2 separate regions of the Mus musculus genome follow, and region 2 is linked to region 1. A link is a contact called in public promoter capture Hi-C data. All regions are on one chromosome and are shown on one strand. Each heading gives the region's core, a stretch centred on a gene start, on an enhancer-like site or on the middle of the called end of the contact. The rest is flanking DNA. Distances are from core to core; before and after follow the strand shown.

What was found. Promoter capture Hi-C pulls out the DNA fragments that hold promoters and counts their contacts.
Region 2: a promoter capture Hi-C map of embryonic stem cells shows a contact between it and region 1, with 5 times the contacts expected there. The contact joins the promoter of Klhl3 here to the enhancer-like site in region 1. A contact is called at or near these places in 6 of 39 promoter capture datasets (cranial neural crest, embryonic stem cells, hippocampal neurons and 3 more).

Annotation. Positions count from the first base shown.
Region 1 is chr13:57,935,918-57,940,887 of GRCm38.p6, forward strand. No RefSeq gene overlaps it. Among named protein-coding and RNA genes, the nearest start is that of Spock1, 30 kb to the left of the region's middle. Within about 2 kb of position 2,129, at least 18 of the 459 cell types and tissues checked have an H3K27ac peak or open chromatin away from gene starts, as enhancers often do.
Region 2 is chr13:58,111,190-58,116,159 of GRCm38.p6, forward strand. Klhl3 (kelch-like 3) reads right to left here and starts at 2,458. Exons shown (of 15, transcript NM_001362415.2): 1 at 1,953-2,458. The coding sequence starts at 1,966. It overlaps Gm33389 (a long non-coding RNA gene), which reads left to right. Exons shown (of 5, transcript XR_003950588.1): 5 at 928-1,781. Gm52040 (a long non-coding RNA gene) reads left to right here and starts at 2,511. Exons shown (of 3, transcript XR_003950589.1): 1 at 2,511-2,578; 2 at 3,874-3,971; 3 at 4,169-4,970.

The DNA of each region.
Region 1 (4,970 bases), core at 879-3,378:
CAGACCACATTCCCATCCAAATTCCTGTAACCTGAGAATATGACTGAGAAGAGAGCCTTGGAATGACAGGCCCAGCTTTGGAATGACAAACCCAGAAGCCAAGAAAGTAGCTGCAGGCAAAGAAGGGATCTCCCAGAGTTGAGATGGTGAATACTATGTGCTAATCTGTTTGGGTCCCCAGTGTCCAATGTTAGCTCGTGAGTTGGTGAGAGTAAATTTAGATGAGATGCATCTCTCTGGATATTCTTTCTCTCCTTTGGAAGCTTTACCCCAAGGCAAAGCTCTGGGCAAGATGGGACAGAACTATATAGAATAAGATGGTGTCCTGATAGACTCCAAGCTGAAGGAAATGGAATGGATAGAGAGATTCCATCACCTTTCATTGCCAAGGGTGTCCACTTGATGCTGGGACAAATCCCTGACAAAACCAACTTACAAAAGATGGAGGGGACTATTCTGACTGACAATTTCAGGTGTCATTGCAGCAGGGAAGTTGGGCAGTAGAAACTTGAAGCAGCTGGCCACATTATCTTCACAGTCAGGAGGAAGACAAAAATGAATGCTTACCCTCAGAAATCTTCTCCTTGGTATGCAGCCTAGGGAATAGTGCCACCCACAGTGGGCAGACCTTCCAAATTAAAATAACCTATTAAAGAGAATCCTGTACAGACGTGCCCAGAAACCCATCTCCCAGGTAATTCTAAATCTCCTAAAGTTGATGATTGCTGGTCACCAGTACAAGTCAGCCTTTTTCATCACTGCCACTAAGTCAACAAAATGGAGATTCTTCCCAGTTTCAAGACTGGCTGTGCTCTTGAGAAACTGGGAATTTGTAGACCTTTCTTCTCCTCCTCCTCCTCCTCTTCCTCCTCCTCCTCCTCCTTCCCCTTCCCCTTCCCCTTCCCCTTCCCCTTCCCCTACCCCTTCCCCTTCCTCCTCCTCCTCCTCCTCCTCCTCTTCTTTTTCTTCTTCTTCTTCTTCTTCTTCTTCTTCTTCTGGAAGAATTTTTTAGATGGAAAGCAAATTGGTTTTTTAGTGAATTTATTGAGGACAAGGCACATGTCCTTGTGTGTGTGCACATCCACATGAAGACTAGTGGTCAGCTTCAAATGCCTTTCATACGGAGCCATCCACTTTGGTTTGAAAGTCTCTCAACAGGACCTGGGACTCTCCAATTATGTGATGCTATATGGCCAATGAGCTCTAGGAATTTATCTGTCACCACTGCCACCAGCTAGGATCACAAGCATGTCACCCAGCTTTTCACGGACATGCTGGGTGATCTATCTTTGGCTCTCGTGTTTGTGTATCATGCACTTCACCAACTAAGGTGACTCTGCCTTATTCACCTGTCTCCCAGGTCTCAAATTATTTTTCAATAGGAGGAAATCATTGAGTTTTTTTTTTAAACATTTTCAATATCCACTCTACTAACATCATTTTGGTATCAGCCTCAGGTCTCACAGGTTCCAATCCAACATGGAGAGTGGTTTTCAAGCATAGAGGCAGCAGATTATTAAGGTCAAGCAGACTACTTGGGGGGTCTTCTTACCAAAACCTAAAGAGAGACTCATATTCTGCTCCCCCAACTGCTTTGGTGTGCTGAAGTATGCCACTCCCCCAGCCGTGGTCCCCATGGGAACGTACAGTTGCAGAAATCATGGCCACTGCCCTGAGCTGGGAGGTCTGATTCAGTAGATGTGAGCCACAATTGAACAGACCGAGACAGGCTCAGAGTGTCTGTGTGCAAGGGTGTGAGATTCCAGCCAGTTACCCACATAGAATTTGGTATTCATGAGTTTTATATTTGTCTGTTTAAGGATGCTCAGACATAAATGGCTCTTTAATTACATGAGTCTAAATATAATCCCATCTCCCTGCATACAAATCCCACCTTTTTGTCTAATATATTCATTTGTTCCCACTAACATGAGTTTCAGAGAAAGCCTAGGGTAAGTCAGGAAGGGACTCCTGGTGTGCAAAGGGGAGAACCCTCCCCAACAAGGAACCCCTCCATCTTTTCTGTGAGTCTACTCCTTTCTAAGAAAAGTAGAGTATAAGAGACAGCAGCTGCCTAATTACAGCCTGCCCATCTGCTATTTGTGAATGTCAGTGTTTTTCAGTCTGAGCAGCTTTGCCTTAAAGGGGGAATGTCATTAAGTGCAGTAGGCTCCCCTCTGTGGCCCTGAGCCTTGCAGAGCCTGGATGCCTGGGTCTGAGATGGGAGTCACTGGGCAAAGGCAAGACTATCAGGGTGTCCTGTAGCTAAGTCCTGGGAACATCTCGAAGGCATCCTCAACAGCTTGCCTGAAGTGATAAAGCTTGTCTATTTCTGTTAATGTGGACGTGAACCAGCTACTCTGACTCCTTCTTTGGATGTAGAGGGGAATCCTGCCTAGTTGAGAGACAGTAAGAGCTGTGCAGCTGAGGAATGGGAAGGTAGATGCTGTTTGAGCAGAGGGATCTGCCTGGGGGTGCCCATTAGGGCTGCTGTCATGAGTTTCCCTCTACACGCACCCCAAGATGTTGCTTCCTCATCCACTCTCTGCGCATGCCCATCCCCCAACCACAGGCGTCTACATTCTCCACAATCTTTGGACTCTCTCCTTGAACCTCTGCCTCTCTTTCTTCCCCCTCTTCACACAGATCACCCAGAGAGTCAGGGCAAGGAAAGGTTTCCAATTTATTTCCCTGAGCTTCAAACCCAAGTCGGTTCTCATCCCTAGAATGGAAAGCCCTAATGGTTTGTGTGCAGTCTCAACCACCCAGAGGCAGCAGAGGCAATTTGCGTTTCAAAAGTAATAGAGAGTAAATTGCAGAGGAAATATTTTATGCAAATTAACCAAGCTTAACATTTTGATAAAGGACTTTAAAAAAAAATGAACCAAGCAATCTAATCCTCCATTGCAAATCTAAAACAAAAGAAATTTTCAAAAGTCTGTATTCTTAATGTGTGTGACAGCGAGAGAGATTTAACCAGAGACATTAACCATCCCACAAGATGGAACACTTTGGGAGCCAAAGTGCATAAGACTATTAGTTCAAAACAACATTCGTAGGCGCTTGTGGATGAAGGTATTTCAATAACTTAAATAGGCCTCTCCCTTCTGTTGAGTGGACCTGTTCCTGAGCGAGACCACATATCCTGAGATTCCCATGCTACACCTGGTGAGAGAGTGTTGAATCTGCAGCTACACAGATGAAAGAGGAGAAAAAAAACATTTGCTGAACATGGACTACAGGTCAAGTCCCATACTAGGTGCTTCACATGTGTTATCTCCTAAGAGGAATGACAAGGGAACCCAGGAAAGCCACACGCTCATTACGTAGGGGTGGAGGTGGGGTGGAGACGGTCCCTTTAGGAAGAAAGTGATTGAGAAGAGCATAGCCAAAACAGGCCTTCAAGCTTGCAAAGGGTCAGTCGGAGACTGCATTAGTCAGGGTTCTGTTACTGTGAAGACAGCGTGACCATTGCAACTAATCCTGGGAGGAAGCATGAGCTAGGGCTGGCTTACAGGGTCAGAGGTTTAGGCCATTCTCCTCACAGCAGGGAACATGATGGCATATAGACAGCCATGGTGCTGGAGAGGTATTCAGATCGGCAGACAGCAGAGAGAAGCTCTAGGCTTCTTGAAACCTCAAAGCCAACTCTGCAGTGACACTCACATAGCACCACTACCTGAAGACCGAGTATTAAAATCTATGACCCTCTGGAGGCTGTTCTCATTCAAACCACCACAGAGCCATGTTTGAAAGCTCGCTAATACCCTGATTTATCCCAGATTCAGACTTCCGAGAAGCCCCAAGTCCACACCCTGTAATTCTCAACTGAAAGCAGTTTAGAGGAAGGGGTAACTTAGGCAGAATATCCAAGTCTCCCCGCTGCCTTGAAGAGTCAGCTTCTCAGGGGGAATCCCAGGTCTGTGGAGCCTTCTGGTTGCTATGGGGTCCAGCATCCACAATCATACCAGGCTTTACATGGGCACACCATTTCTCAAAACATACAAAGTGCTATGGTGATGGATGCATTGCCAATTCTCTGTGACTGAATGTGTGGGAAATTTTGAGTATAATATATTCTCTATAGATACTATTATTTTCTATCATGTGGTAAGTGTTAAGATTCTCTTATCATAATAAACTTAGAAAACAATCAGTCATCTGGAAGGATTGGAACAACTCTTACACAACTCACAACCTCAGATGCATAAAAATCCCACAGACCCACACTTGAGGCTCGCTCACTCTTAATTCAAGGGGAATTTTATTCCGGATCCAGTCATGTATACTTGTAATCCCAGTATTGGGGATCCACACAAGAGGGTGGAGAGGTCCAGGCTAGCACGGGCAACACAGTGAGACTCTGTCTCACAATGCCCATTTTTACAGAATCAAAAACTACAAATAGGAAGTGGGATGCCGTGAAAGCAACACTCAGCTGGTTTAACCTTTCACATTTTCACTGCTCCTGAGCATCAGCATAAAAGTAAAACTAATGCAATGAGACTAAGAGGCAGTGAAGAACGGTGGGGGAGGGGTGGATATGGTCAAAGTACATGATCTACTCATATTCAAATATCTTCTGGGACACCACCACTGTGAGCAATAAATGTATACCAATAAAAATCATATTAAAATATTATCCCTCAGAGCTAAAATTATAAACTTGGTACAATGTATAGAAGTATAAGCCAAGGGGTTAGTAGTCTTAATATATAAAGAACATATAGAAATGTATAACACAGAGGAGAGAGAGAAAAAGCCCCAAAGCAATTAGGAGAAGGGCAAAGCTGGATAGGCCCACAAGGAACAAGCATGGTGGAAGTAAGCCTCAGCTTCGACAGGGCACAGCATAGCCTGAGACCTGCTTGGCCTTGGCAGCTACAGAGATGCAGGAACCACTAAGAGTAGCAGCAGATAGGCCATGGGGATGCTGCTGCAGCAGCAGCAGCAGCAGCAGCAGTACCAGC
Region 2 (4,970 bases), core at 1,208-3,707, 180 kb after region 1:
AAAGGACCACGTTTTTCCCGAAACAAAATGGGAATTAAAAAAAAAAATCTGAGAATGGAGGATTTGTGGTGAGAGAGAAGGCGTGTGGGCAGCGTAACTCTTGGTGGGTAGAGCGGGATGCGTCAGAAAGAGAGCCAGGAGGGAGACGGGAGACAAATTGAAGGTGACTTGTTTGGTTGGTTTGTAAGCTGTCCCTAGAACAGGCTAATCTGAGCAGCCTGCTGAATGTTGGAAATTCTCAACTCCTCTAGACAAGAAGCAAATGGGTACTCAGAAGCCGCAGACATCAGCTCCCCTCACAAACCAGTGAAGAAGAGCTCTTCAGTATAGGGACGCTGAGCTGTAGGCAAGACTACTGTCCCCGCAAGCTCAGATGGTGGCAGCCTAGTGCCAGCCACTCATGCAGGCGGACATGGTCCAAAGCCTTACACTTCTTTCCTTGCTCCTTCCCTCTGCCAGCCACCAGGCCATTGAGAAAGAGCAAGGACACTGTCCACCTCTGCCCCAAGGCCTCTAGATGCCCCCGTTGTTCAGGAGAATCCTGTTTTGAAGAGAGCCCAGAAAGAAACTGCAAGGAACGTGGTCTAAAAGGTCCTAGGACCATGGTTCTCAACCTGGGGATCACGACGACCCCTGGGGGGTGTCAAACAACCTTTTCACAGAGGTCGCTTAAGACCATCCCAAAACAGAGATTCCTAACAGTAGCAAAATTATAGTTATGAAGTAACGAAAATAATTCCATGGTTTGGGCGTGAGGGTGGGGGTACCATCACAACATGAGGACGGGTATTAAATGGTCTCAGCGTTAGGAAGGTTGAGAGTCACTGTCCTAGACTCTTCTTGTGAGTGGGACTACAGAACGCACTGGCTTCTTAAGCTTTTCTCAGACAGAGGAGTGAAATGGATCACACCTGTTCTCTCTCACAGGGGCCCGACTCAGGACAAGCTGTGCACACTTTAAAGTAGTCTGCAACCTCACGGGTTTAGAGGAGCCCGTTCCCGTGAAACCAGCAACTCACAACTTAGAGGGGAAGCCTTCTTGCCTCTCCCTGTGATCCTCTCTCCTCAAGGAAAATGGTAAAGCCCGTCCCTCGGTGCCAACCCACGGATGAGGAGGTGGTGGCACGAAGACTTCTGCTCCATAGTCTGCCAAACTTGGCCCTGCACAGAACACCTTCACAATAGGAAGACCAGCTCCTCGGATAAATGAAAACTGTCTGTGCTCCTGCCTGCCGGGAGACAAACCCTGGCCAGCCTGTTCCTGCTCAACCCGAGTACTGAAATGCCTCCAGTTGGTTCCTATTTCATTAAAAGTCCATGAAGGGAGAAACAAGAGCTCCTGGAAGACACAGACCGTGCAGCATCTCTCAAACTTTTTGATACAGGCGAGACGGGTTGTGAGCAAATGTCACCTAACTGGGTTTCTCCCTTACCTACGCCAGTGCAGAAGCCAGTGTCCACCAACATACACACAACAGACCCGGGTTAGGTAGGAAAGCCAGCCACTTGGCATGGTTCTCGAAAATTCAACCACCTCAGTATGAACGAGGCTAGTGCCCTCTCCCAGGTCAGCTCTGCAGTGCCATCAAATCCCCCCACCAAAGACAGACACTGTGAGGACCAGGAACGCCTCCCTGAAAAGGGCAATCCCGGTTCAAGACGGGACTATTCCCAACACAGGCCAGGAAGTTCCGTCTTTCCGTGTGCTCCACTGCCCAGCAAACCCAGATTTCCCTTGGCAAGAGCCGGGTCTCTGGAGCTTTGAGCTCTGGAAGAGGAAGGTTTCCAAAGAGACTTTTCTGCCCTCGCTCTGCTTTGGGGTTCTGCAGTTGCCAGGATCTGCAAACCTGCCTAGCTGGTGCAAACAAATGGTGGTTACACCTTACGCTCGCTCGCTCGCTCGTGTTTTCTTACACATGCATACTGCACTCACCACACTTACACATACGTACCTTTCGCCCTCCATTGTGGGAGGCCCGGCAGGGTTAGTAGTCATCAAACTGTGCATGCACCCGGGAACTGGCGCTGCTCGCTGGGTTCTCCCAGCAGACCCGTGAGGGACCCTGATCAGCAACCGTGATTCAGCATGGCTGCAACTGAGACCTCCTCCCTCCCAATCCTCCTTCCTCTTGACTTACTCGCGGCAGGCTTCTACCGCAAAAGCGACGGTGCTAGAAAATGTCTTACCCAGAGCTCCCTGCAGCCCTTTCAGCTGCTAAAAGCAGCAACCCACTCGCTTCCCCTCCCCCGCAGGCTGGCTTCTCCTCTGTCTCCTAGAAACAGCCACAGCTTCGGCGGCGGCGGCGGCGACCCAAGGGCTGTGCCACCTTTCCAGCTGTTTCCACATCTGCTCAGGCATCCCCAGCCCTAGCGACTAGCCCACCCCACAGTCTCCTGCCTCCTAGGCTGCACTACAGCGGATCAGAGGGATCCTCTCTAACGCTAACAGAGAAAAACTGACCCCTCCTTCTCTCCTCCTCCTCCTAAGCTGTGAGTCTGTGGGCCTGGCCAGATTGCTGGAATGAGGAGGCCCCTCTGTGGCCTGCAATGGAGTTTACCCACCTGGGAAAATTCACTTGTGAGTAACGTCAGCGCTGCCGGATTCCCCCTCCCCGAGCCCACGGTAGTTCTGAGATGCGACATTAAGACAAGTGGGTTGGAATGTGTGGGTGTCACAGAACTGAAATGAATAAGAAGAATTAGACATGGGAGCCAGGGCCAGATGCGTTATGTGCGGAGAGAGGGGGAGGTGCAACTGAAACAAACCCCCAGTATTACAAAATGCCAAAGACCATTGCAGTGATCACCACAAAAACACCACAACAGAACCGCTTTCTAAGGTCTGCCATACTGAACCTTATGCAAGCTGTGGCTCCAACTCAAAACGTCTACTACTGAGCCCCCATCTCCCAGCCAAAGCCCCTGTGCCCTGTAACCTCTAGATGTTGGTCCTACCTGGAATGGCTCCTCTAACCCTGATCCTTGAGTCTTTATGGAAGTGCAGTAAGTCACAGGTCTTCTGAAACCTTCCCCAAATCACACCAGTGACAGCGGGTAGCCTCCAACATAAACTTCAAAGGGTATTGCCCTTATTGCTCACCTCCCCCTAACTGAGTGTCCGGGGGAGTTTGTTTTTTTGGTTTTTTTGTTTGTTTGTTGTTTTTGTTTTTTTTTTTAAGATTTATTTATTTATTATATGTAAGTACACTGTAGCTGTCTTCAGACACACCAGAAGAGGGAGTCAGATCTCGTTGAGGATGGTTGTGAGCCACCATGTGGTTGCTGGGATTTGAACTCAGGACCTTCGGAAGAGCAGTCGGGTGCTCTTACCTGCTGAGCCATCTCACCAGCCCTGTTTTTTGTTTTTTAACATGCCTTGTTTCTCGAGCTTAAAGACAATCTTGTGGAAAGCCGACCGGAAGCTAAGTTTGTGTCTTCTAGAACTAACCAGGGCTTAGAGATAATTGGGTCCATTAGTGGTGAAAATTTTCTCAGAAGCTTCCCCAATCAGGAAAGGAAAAGCCAGAAACGAGTACCCATCCATCCCTGCTTTAGGACTCCTCACCAACCAATACACCCGGCCTCTCTGGAGGCTCAGAGCAGCACTGGCTGAGTGGGCTTCTGCTGGGTAGCCTATGACCTCACACTCAATCCTTCATTCCCAGGACACTCTCTAAAGTCTCTGTCAATTCTACTAATTGCGAGTTTACAAAAGTTGCAAAGGTCCCGCTTTCCTTCTTGGTATGCCCTAGCCATCTGCCTAGTGGTGCCACTTTCCTGGACTCTCGCGTCTGTGGGAACCTCAGGAGGATATAAAGTGCACGTGTTGCTTGTACAGTTCGGGCCCGCTAAGTTTCTTCAGTTGTTTCGCAGAGTTCAAGCCATCAAGCTAAAGGAGGAACACAGGTCTAGACGCAGCAGGTGTCGATAACTTGGACGTGACAGAACACTCTGACCCCGAACCAGCTGAGGTGTGAGTCTCAAGGTTTATCTCCCCAGACACACCAGTGTCCCCTTAGCTGGGACCACAACCCAGAGTCGTTCTCCATCCGAGAAGAGCACTCACACCCAGCAGCTCCGTGTCTTCGCTTGTTCACAGTCAACCCCTCCTCTCTCTCTCCCGCCTCTTCCCTCCCTCCCTCTAATCAGCTTCGTGCTTCTGTTCCAGATATTTCCTCTGGACATCAGTCATGGGGACCACAAGAGGCTGAGCATCGCAAATAAGGAAGTGGAATCCCAGAATCCGTGCCAGAGTGCAGGCAGGTCACTGGGGTAGGCAGGCGGCTGGGTGAGTCACAGGAGGGATATAAAACTGACTTCCCTTTGTGGGTGCCTTCATTCACGTCTTCGCCAGACAGGAAAGGGGGGAGGAAAAATCTCTGAGAAGGAAATCCTTAAGGACGGAATATACTCACGCTTCAAAATGAATGACTAGAGCCAACATAAAGCCTCAGGTGGTCCCCTTGCAATCTACCTTTGCCATACGTGACAAACCAGATGTCAGCCAGATGTGTCGGATCACACCCACTCGTCACACCACCCATTCTCCATGAGGCGGAAGGGAGATGGCCATCCAGGAAAACCATCCACCAGAACTAAGGGTAGCAGAGCCAATGGCCCTTCTCTATGCTACTGGAATATTTTTCTGGTCTCTGCTACATTTAACATCTCCTACCTGTTATCCAAGCATACTGTGGGCCAAAGTCTGACCTGTTCAGTATAGGCTAGTGCTCCTGACTGTACTTCTGTCCCAAGAGGGGCTGCTTGGGGTTCTAGTGGACAGACGCAAAAGGACCAAAGTGGTTCCTGCCTGGAGGAAAGTCCCCATCCTTGACCTGTTCTGAATCTATGTCAAAGCCCGCTCCCCACTCCGCAGGTTCTTCCCAATGCCTTGAGCGACCTCCACAGTTAGCCCAAGTGCACCTGGTGAGCCCAGATCTCCATCCCAAAGTGACTCATCCGGTCATCCA